Linked DNA regions of Zea mays: region 2 is linked to region 1. The links are chromatin contacts, called in public Hi-C maps. All regions are on one chromosome and are shown on one strand. Each heading gives the region's core, a stretch centred on a gene start, on an enhancer-like site or on the middle of the called end of the contact. The rest is flanking DNA. Distances are from core to core; before and after follow the strand shown.

The links. Hi-C and Micro-C count contacts between places; a contact is called where the count stands out from the background.
Region 2: a contact with region 1 is called in a Hi-C map of ear, with 5 times the contacts expected there. The contact joins the promoter of LOC100193397 here to the promoter of LOC542096 in region 1. A contact is called at or near these places in 14 of 25 Hi-C or Micro-C datasets (ear, endosperm, leaf and 4 more) and 1 of 3 datasets of contacts at active chromatin or transcription factors (leaf).

What each region holds. Positions count from the first base shown.
Region 1 is chr1:247,900,529-247,905,371 of Zm-B73-REFERENCE-NAM-5.0, forward strand. LOC542096 reads right to left here and starts at 2,404. Exons shown (of 8, transcript NM_001111729.1): 1 at 2,196-2,404; 2 at 2,029-2,124; 3 at 679-734; 4 at 475-601; 5 at 273-342; 6 at 1-139. The coding sequence starts at 2,387.
Region 2 is chr1:248,066,038-248,070,712 of Zm-B73-REFERENCE-NAM-5.0, forward strand. It overlaps LOC100193397, which reads left to right and starts at 2,062. Exons shown (of 2, transcript NM_001138522.2): 1 at 2,062-2,300; 2 at 3,750-4,675. The coding sequence starts at 2,238.

The DNA of each region.
Region 1 (4,843 bases), core at 1,154-3,653:
TTGCCAACTGATGAATCACATGATACAGAGGCTGCCGCTGAGGATAAGAGATCCTCATATGAACTTGCAACCAATTCAATACGAAAAGCATTTATGCGTATTCTTGCCAATACATTGATGTACCAATCTATGGTCAAAACTAATTTTGTCAAAGACAACCAAATTTGAAGAGGACTGAGATAAGAACTCTATGAAAAACTCAATTTTCTCAACATTCGGTTGTAAGAAACTAAGAGTAGTCACAATGAGAGGAAACAAAATTTAAAGGATACAGGTTGTGATTTCTTCCTGAAATCCAGCTTTTCTAAAAGTGGATTCCAACAACTCAAATTCCTCTTTCATCTGTAATATAACATTGCTACAATAAGCATCAAACCAAATAACTTTGTCATTAATGTATTATTATGGTGTCATAATAATAACAATAATACAAGAAGTGAGTTCAGGGTGACCTGGAAAGAGAGGAATCACTACCTCAATCAGCGTCCCCTGGTGCAACAGAGCTGGCTGAAGTATGTTAAGGCAATCTGCATTAGCAGCTCCTGATATAACCATGCAAGCAAGGCGCTTGGCCATGTATGGGTACTTCAGATCACGTGAACTTTAGAACAAACAAACACAAAATGAAGAAGTCAAGAGGCACACATCTGTAGAAAGATGAACAGCAAACTATCATACCTGCAGTGGTAATCGAATAAAGACCAATCTACATTCTTTTCAATGTCATGGAACCCCTAGATTGGTGGAAATCATGCGTATCGTTAGCAAAATCCAGACTCAAATTCTGAATATTATTTCTTTCTTTTATTCTATGGCAGGCAAATAAGCAACATTATTCAATGTTTCTGACATGTGAAGGAAAATTAACATGTCACATTCAAAGATCCATGAGGTAGAATCCACATTGCATTTCCACAAACGCAATAGATAACTGGAAACATGTACTATCACCTAGTATTCAAACTTCGAAGTTCGAGCACACTATTATATAAGACCTACTGAATCATGAACACGTGTAGACAGAAGGGTTTTCAATTTTGGTACTAAAAAATTCGATCACCCTCAAAATTAACGAAATTCGTGAAATCTTTCGGCCAAAATTTTCCTGATTTTTTAGAGACTGCACATGAAGTAGGCTTTTTCTAAAATAAGTGGATCTGAACAAATTTTAGCATGATTTATGACTACACATCTACTGAGTAGAAGAATAAGCAACACAACCAATAGAAAACACGAGTCTAGAGTTATACTAGTTAGTTGTCCGTACATTGCTACAATTTTTATATATCGTATAGGTAGACCTTGCTTAAATGAGATATTTATTCAAACACGATTATATATTTTATTTTTCAAATTATTAGTATATATATATATATATATATATATATATATATATTTACAATATCTCTCCTTTATACAACACAAACAGATATGAGTCGCATTGTTAGAAGCCAAGTGCTTTATATCGAGCGAGCATCGCTAGAGGAGGCGACACACGAAAAACTCAAGCTTAAATATAGTAGAGATAAAACATGTATTAGTGTATTACAAAATTTCAGATTTTTCTTTCGGCCACCACTGACATTCATGAAATTTTGCCGAAATTTTGAATCCTGGTAGACATGATAGATTTCAATCGCCACTAACAGTCAGTGAAGAGAAGAGGGCAACTAATGGCTGCTCCAAGGGACTCTGAAGCCTTCCTAATTGCTATGAATAGAGATTTTGGTAAAAAAAACCTCTAACAGGTTCTTTAAACAGTTATGCAAATATAGTCACCTTCTATTCCATATTTTTTGCTAACCAAAGATAGAACGAGAATGACTCTCTAGAGCGCAATCAAGATGTTGAAAAGCTGTTGGAGAGTGGAGTTGAAGAGTGGAAAGATAAACAATTCTTACGCAAATGACTCTTCAAATGATAGATAATTTAGAGAGTAACATTTAGAAAGACCTTTGTAGATGGAATATGCACAGGTAAAACAAATATGCAGGAATCGCTAAGGAAATGGGAAGAAAGGTATATCACCTTGGCGTGGTCCCTGCAAGCATCGCTGCAGAAGTAGTCACCCCCGCTTGAAGCGCGCCCTTCCCCGGGCTTCCTTCTGAGGCAATTGTAGCAAACCTGAGCCCAGAACAGCTCAGTTGGTTGGTTTCACTGGAAGGGGCAATGAGCAGGAGGAGCGGTCACCTCACCTCGTGGAGCAGAGAGTGGGAGGGGTGGGAGACGAGGGGCTGCGCTGAGTGGAGGAGCTCGCCAGAAGATACTGGGCGGGTAGCGAAGACGCCGCGGCCCGCGGACTCCGTTAGGGACACGCGGATCGGCGGTGGGCCGCGGGCGGCGGTCGCAGCGGCAGCGGTGGAGAGGAGACGGCGGCGGAGGAACATGGGATGCCTTACCGCAGACGAACTCAATGACTGTGTGGGAAGAGGAGTGGCGATTTACAACCCAAATTTTCTCTTTGCTATTATGCTATCTATGTTTATAGTTTTTGGGTCTGTTTATGTATATAATTAAAAATCTAAAATATAAAATGGCAATATTAAATCTAACAAAAATATACGAATATTTTAAAAAGGATGGACGAAAATAGCCTTCGCCTGAAGTAGCACGCAAAGATGCTTCGGTTGAATGCGTAAAGCCGTACGACGAAGGTGCAAGCCGCGAAGTTACAACACAACTTCAGCATAGAAAGGGCTGCGTACATAAAACGACGAAGGGGAAGACGTCCAAATCTTACGCAGTAAGATAGGAAGAAGAAAGACAATGATACATCTTAACATTTATGTATCATATATGTAAACTTTGTGAGCATATTTGTAATTTCATATAAAGCTGTAAAACTTTACTATAAATAGGTGAACATTGTCTTACATAAATTCACCTTTTAGGGCCCTAAGCTTCGTTTCTCTTAGCCTCCGAAGTACATTCGATTTGGTTCTCGTGTAAAGCTGAATTTTGAGTAAAGAGCAAAGAAATTGTTATAACCCAAAATTCAGGGTGTTACTAAATCATGTCTAAGATTTTTTCTAATTTTTTTGGAGCCTTCGAGATATTTTTTGGACATTAAACACGATTTCAGCCTTTTCGGGAATTTATTTTAATTTTAAAAAATTGATTTATTACAAAAAAATAAAATATCTTCACACCCTAGCAATATATTTATGGCTGGAACCCTCTCGCCGAGCCCTTTCCAAATCTCGAAACCGTTTCCCTTGATTAGATCACAATTCCGGAATAGCTCGCCGAAGTTCAGGACGATTCCAACTCCGGCAACAACTCTGACGAGCAATTGCTTTCAATCCGTGCGTCGTTGGCGAAATCCGAGAGTACCGCTGCGTCCATCTCGTCGATGGCTTCGTCTTGATGCTTTCGATTCATTGATCGGACCTCCAGTTCATCGTCAATCCACAGTTTTCTTCTTGAATCCGGCGAACTTCTTCCCCTTCGGTAAGCTTTCTCCGTTACCGTTCATGACGGTTCTTCGTTTTTCTCCTTTTTCGCAACCTAACCCCTCTTCTCTCTCCCCTCTCTCCCTCCCCCGCGGCCCCTGCCCCCTGGTGCGGCCGAGCCCTCCTCCACCCCTTGCCCATGGTGGTTGTAGAAGGAGGAAGAAGGACTTTTTACAAAACAGACCCTATAATTTCGTTTAACTGCACGCAGAAATTTGATTGATATAAATATTTGATATCTTTTGCGTTATAAATCTGATTCGCTCCGTTCAAGTCACGTTAGATTCGTATTAAAGTTCTCTACATGTTAAAATGCTATTCCATGCTGTCACATATATAAATAATTTATTAAATGTTTGTTTGACCAACGATTATTAAATTAGTGTTCCAATTAAATCAAATTTGTAGTTTTCAACTTGCGCTTTTATGAATAAATATCAACATAGTTAATATTAACTTAAATATTCTTTCATTAATAATTGTTTAGTATAAACATGTCGTCTATTTAATAGTCCTGGCGTGTCGCGCTTGTCTGTGTGTCGTTCGGACGTTGTTGGGGCCATGCTTCGTCGCCGAAGGTCCTGCAGGAAGAAACATCTTCGGCAAATCCGTTTGTCGGGGACCATAATTAGGGGTACCCTCAAGACTCCTAAATCTCAGCTGGTAACCCCCATCAGCACAAAGCTGCAAAGGCCTGATGGGTGCGATTAAGTCAAGGATCGGTCCATTCGAGGGACGCGATCACGCCTCGCCCGAGCCCAGCCTCGGGCAAGGGCAGCCGACCCCGGAGGATTTACGTCTCGCCCGAGGACCCCCTCTAGCAACGGACACACCTTCGGCTCGCCCGAGGCCCAGTCTTCACCAAAAAGCAACCTTGGCCAAATCGCCACGCCAACCGACCGAATCGCAGGGGCATTTAATGCAAAGGTGGCCTGACACCTTTATCCTGACGCGCGCCCTCCAGTCGACAGAGCCGAAGTGACCGTAGTCACTTCGCCGCTCCACTGACCGGCCTGACAAGAGGACAGCGCCGCCTGCGCCGCTCCGACTGTTGTGCCACTCGACAGAGTGAGGCTGACAGCGGCCAAGTCCGGCTTCAGGCACCATAGGAAACTCCGCTTCGCCCGACCCTAGGGCTCGGACTCGGGCTCAGCCCCGGAAGACGACGAACTCCGCTTCGCCCGACCCCAGGGCTCGGACTCGGGCTCAGCCCCGGAAGACGACGAACTCCGCTTCGTCCGACCCCAGGGCTCGGACTCGGGCTCAGCCCTGGAAGACGACGAACTCCGCTTCGCCCGACCCCAGGGCTCGGACTCGGGCTCAGCCCCGGAAGACGACGAACTCCGCTTCGCCCGACCCCAGGGCTCGGACTCGGGCTCAGCCCCTGAAGA
Region 2 (4,675 bases), core at 812-3,311, 170 kb after region 1:
TTAAGAACATTGGCACCGATGTATTTATAGGCTTAAGTACGTCAGAACAGTTACATGGGTTAATCAACGTATTTAACCTAAGTACATCAACCTATTAGAGTAAGAACGTCAGTTCTTGGCCGACATTCTTTAAACATTTTCCTATAGAGATAAAACCATAAGTATATCCAACCACCCACCTGTTCTTGGCAGACGACACAAGCTCCACCGCTTCACTTGAAGTATGTTTAGTCTTCGATGTGAATGTACCACTGCCAAACTACGTCACTTTATCCCCCATGGTCCTCTTTTGCCAGTGTTGTAGTGCTTTGCGAAGACTTTAATCGAAGGTTGGCCTCTGTGCGTCGTTGTCACCCACACAAACTTTGCCAAAGCCACAATGGCATTAGGAGTAAGATGATGCGGATGTACCTTGAAGTGGTCCAAGACTTATACCACCAAACAGTGACATGGCAGACGAAGGCCCGCATCGAAAAACACATCGAACACTACTACCTCCCCCTTTGGAGCCAGAGTTGTCTCTGACCTCAAGACACGCCCAGTCCCCGATCCAAAGTACCCAAGTTGCTGGAACTCATTCACATGCCCTGAGGAGATCCTTAAGCGCCCAAACTCCATAGACTCATCGCCCGCCATAAGGTGAGCACGAGATTCCGCTGGCGACGATGGCGACATGCTCAACGTGTTCTTCGTCGATGACGATTTTGTCGATGTGGCCTTGCTAGGCGATGACGATTAAGAAGGCGACATCACGTACCGACGATAGCGACAAGCATTCTGTTTGACACGAGCCATCACCTATGGCGAGCGGCAGCGCGTGAACAAGCACAAGACCAACAACATCGGTGTGGATGGCGACGGTCACAAAGAAAACGAGGAAAGCGTAAAAGAAAACCATAAAAATGATTGTGCAACATTTTTATATTCCAAGCCCGCATCAGAACTCAGAAAAGCGCACAGTGAAACGTCACACCAATCACGTCACCAAATTTCAATGGTCACTTATGCACCGCCCCAAAGTGTAGCCCAACTTGTGATCTATGGCAGCATTCGTTCCCTCTTTTAGAAGGACTTTGGGACCAGCTCATCAAGTTGAGCCACTCTCTCGGGGGCTACTATTGGGACGAGGGCCAATCTAGACCTTGATCACTCTTAACAGCTGGAGAACTTGGTCACAAACATGTATTGAAGTGGCCCCTTCGGAAGAAGGCGACATGACTACCAAAGGCACACGAGGGCTGGTCTACCCCGATGGCCCCTGAACATCAAGCAAAGGCACATATACTCCGAGTGGGTGTTGGACAGGGCTCGTAGGTAGCCGACCCCCTCGTGGGGTCGAGTCATAGCGGACACCGACCCCTCGACACCGGCAACCTTTGACCAAGATGAGAGTGAAGACTACCTGTGCAAAGGCTCGCTACGTGGAGAATCGACCCCAGATATAGGGTGGGCCGCACTGCCCCTCCTGTCGCTCCCAGGAAGGGTGTAATATGTTGTGTAACAGGGAATAAGGAAGCACTGGACTATAATTACCTGTTGTACAATATACTCTAGGAATGTAGCAGATAACTAGGAAAATGAGCGCACTAATTTATGTCTCAGGACCCTGATTACGCTATAAATACCCGTCCAAAGCATTTGAACCTTAAGCCATCTATTTTGTTATGCTTTGTGTCTCACGTGCTTCCGAGCGCTTGTGCCCACATGTAAGATTGCAACCGTTCGAACCAACACGAACATATCCAACGAACCATCTCTTTTGTCCATTCCAGTGTTCACAAAAGGAATGTAAGTGTAGGTTTGTGATATATTGAAAGTTTAACAAAATCTATAGAAAATAATGTTAATATTAAAAATTTTAGAGATAGTAATCATGAAAAATATAATTTTTAAATAATCTAAGCATAATACATAAAGACGGAAAGGCAACCGAATTGTTGAACACGGCTTGAGTCAGACACGCAAATGTCAAACCAGCTACGAAGAAAAGGTGGACGTGGGCCGCGACGGGTGACTGGTGTAGGAGACCTGACTGACTACGCGCGTCCACAGAGCTGTCTACTCCTTTGGTCCACGCTTTTTTCGCTGATGATCCCACCGTGACCGAGGTTTTGTCAAAAAAAAAAAAAAACAACAACAGTCCCTCCCCTCCCCTCCCTGCTCCTCTACCCCTTCCTCTCCCGGCGACCAGCTGGCCTCTCCTTTGTTGAGGCGAGAGACCCCCACCCGATCCGGCGATGGACGCCGCGTCCAGGCCGCCTCCGCCCCACGGAACAGGGGTCCGCGTCCGCGCCCCGCTGGTGAAGCTCCACTCCGCTCCTCTCCGCCTCCGTTCCCTTTTTTTCTTGTTAGTGGCTCAAAGACGCGTCTTTTAGGCCGGATTTGTTATACGGGGTGTTAGGAGTAAAGCTGCCGGCTTTGTGCTGGAAGCTTCGATCTTTTGTGGTCGGGGATGAGGATTTTGTTGTACGGATTGAGGGCTTTGATCGATCCCGTATCGGTTGACGGTCTGGATCTGGGTGCTTGCCTACTTGGGGCTGGGGCTCTTGTTCGCTTAGTTTTTTTGTGGTGTTTTTGCGCTTCAGGGCCACGAGGGAATCGCTGCTAGTTGTAGGAAAGAACCGGGGAAGCTGTCTTATCTCCTATAGTCTTCTTTTGATTTATACAGCGGATTCCGTCGATGGTAGTTCTAATACGTGGATGCTGCTGATCCCTGTTAAGTACAGAAGTACTACCATATGGGGTTTGCATAGTGCGCATGCTTAAGTTTCGTTTTCTCTAGTTGTGATTGTTCATCTTTTAAGTACAGTCACCGTAAATTGCATGAACTTGCGTCATGCTGCAGCGGTCCATTGTCTGCTCCTAATTGACGAACTGGGATTTCATTTCACATATTTCCAGCTCGAGTGTTGTGATATGTTCATTAATTTTCGAACATTCCACAGATTATCTGCTTATGTTCTGTTCATTTGAAGGAGGTTTTATAACAATTTTGGTCTAACTGATAAAACCAGAGATAATGAACCTTTCCTGTTCCATTTCATGAATAAGTTCAACAGTAGTTCAGTTGATGGCTGTCTTTAAACTGCTTACACACTCGTTCAGCCTACCTAGGACATTGGTCCATGTTTTTCGAACCAACTGTCCAACTGCATAATCTTTCAGTTGTGTAGAATTCCAGAACTGAGCTAGCCCTGTTGGGGACATTGTTTCAGCCTTTCAGGTCCTATGTTGATGAACTTACATGTATTAATATTGAAGTTAGTTCCATGAATTTAAAATTCTTGATTTGGGAGATCTGATCCATGATAAACTGACACATATTTTTTTGGCAAAGTTAAGTAATTCCCTTGTTCATGATTTCGCATGACATGCATTAATGCTCAAATCTAATTGATACATTATGGAACTGTAATTTGTAAGTAACACAGTTTACAATTTTTTCTGCAATCGAAATATGCTACAATTGCAAATCATCTTGGGGAGCTGATTCTTGATGGTAACATTTATTTGAAAAATTTGAACAAAAAGAAATTCTAGATGTAAAGAAACAAAGTTATCGATGCTGCTATGCATCCCTGAAGCTTCATTTAGGTTTTATTGCTCATGTGATTGGTTTGTGCCTAGAGTTGAAGTTCCTAATAATATTTTGGTGTTTTATTTATTTATTTATTTATTTATTTACCATTATTTATGTATCATTCTTGTCTGCCAATACAACTTCTAAACATTATATTATTGGCTGCCAGGTGGAGTCTGTCTCCTGCTACTGCAGATTAGATACAGGCCTTAAAACTGTTGTTGAGGCCAGGAAGTTTGTTCCTGGCGCGAAAATGTGCATGCAACCTGAAGTCAAACAAAACAAGCGCAAGTCAAGGGGCTCAAAAAAGGAAAGGTGCAGGACTCAAGCACCACTTTTACCTGGCCTTCCTGATGATCTTGCTATTGCCTGCCTTATACGAGTTCCTCGACTTGAACAGCCCAAACTCAGGATGGTTTGCAAAAGATGGAACCGTCTTTTGTCTGGGAATTACTTTTACTCCTTGCGTAAGAAAATTGGAGTGGCAGAAGAATGGGTATATGTCTTTAAAAGGGACCGTGAAGGGAAGATATCCTGGTATGCCTTTGATCCACTCCACCAGCTATGGAAGTCACTCCCACCAGTTCCACAAGAGTATTCAGAAGCATTGGGCTTTGGGTGTGCCGTTCTGAGTGGTTGCTATCTGTACTTGTTTGGCGGGAAAGATCCTTTGAGGGGTTCTATGAGGCGTGTTGTATTCTACAATGCTCGTACAAACAAATGGCACCGGGCTCCGGATATGATGAGGAAACGTCACTTTTTTGGTTCTTGTGTAATAAACAATTGTCTCTATGTTGCTGGAGGAGAGTGTGAAGGAATACAGAGGACGCTGCAGTCTGCAGAAGTTTATGATCCAAATAGGAACAGATGGGCCTGTGTTACTGAAATGAACAATGGGATGGTGCCTTTCATTGGAGTTGTATATGATGGCAAGTGGTTCTTAAAGGGGCTAGATTCCCATCGCCAAGTAACTAGTGAGGTCTACTTACCATCATCCAATACATGGTCAGCAATTGATGATGAGATGGTCACAGGCTGGCGGAACCCAAGTATTTCTTTCAATGGCCGTCTCTATTCAGCTGACTGCCGGGATGG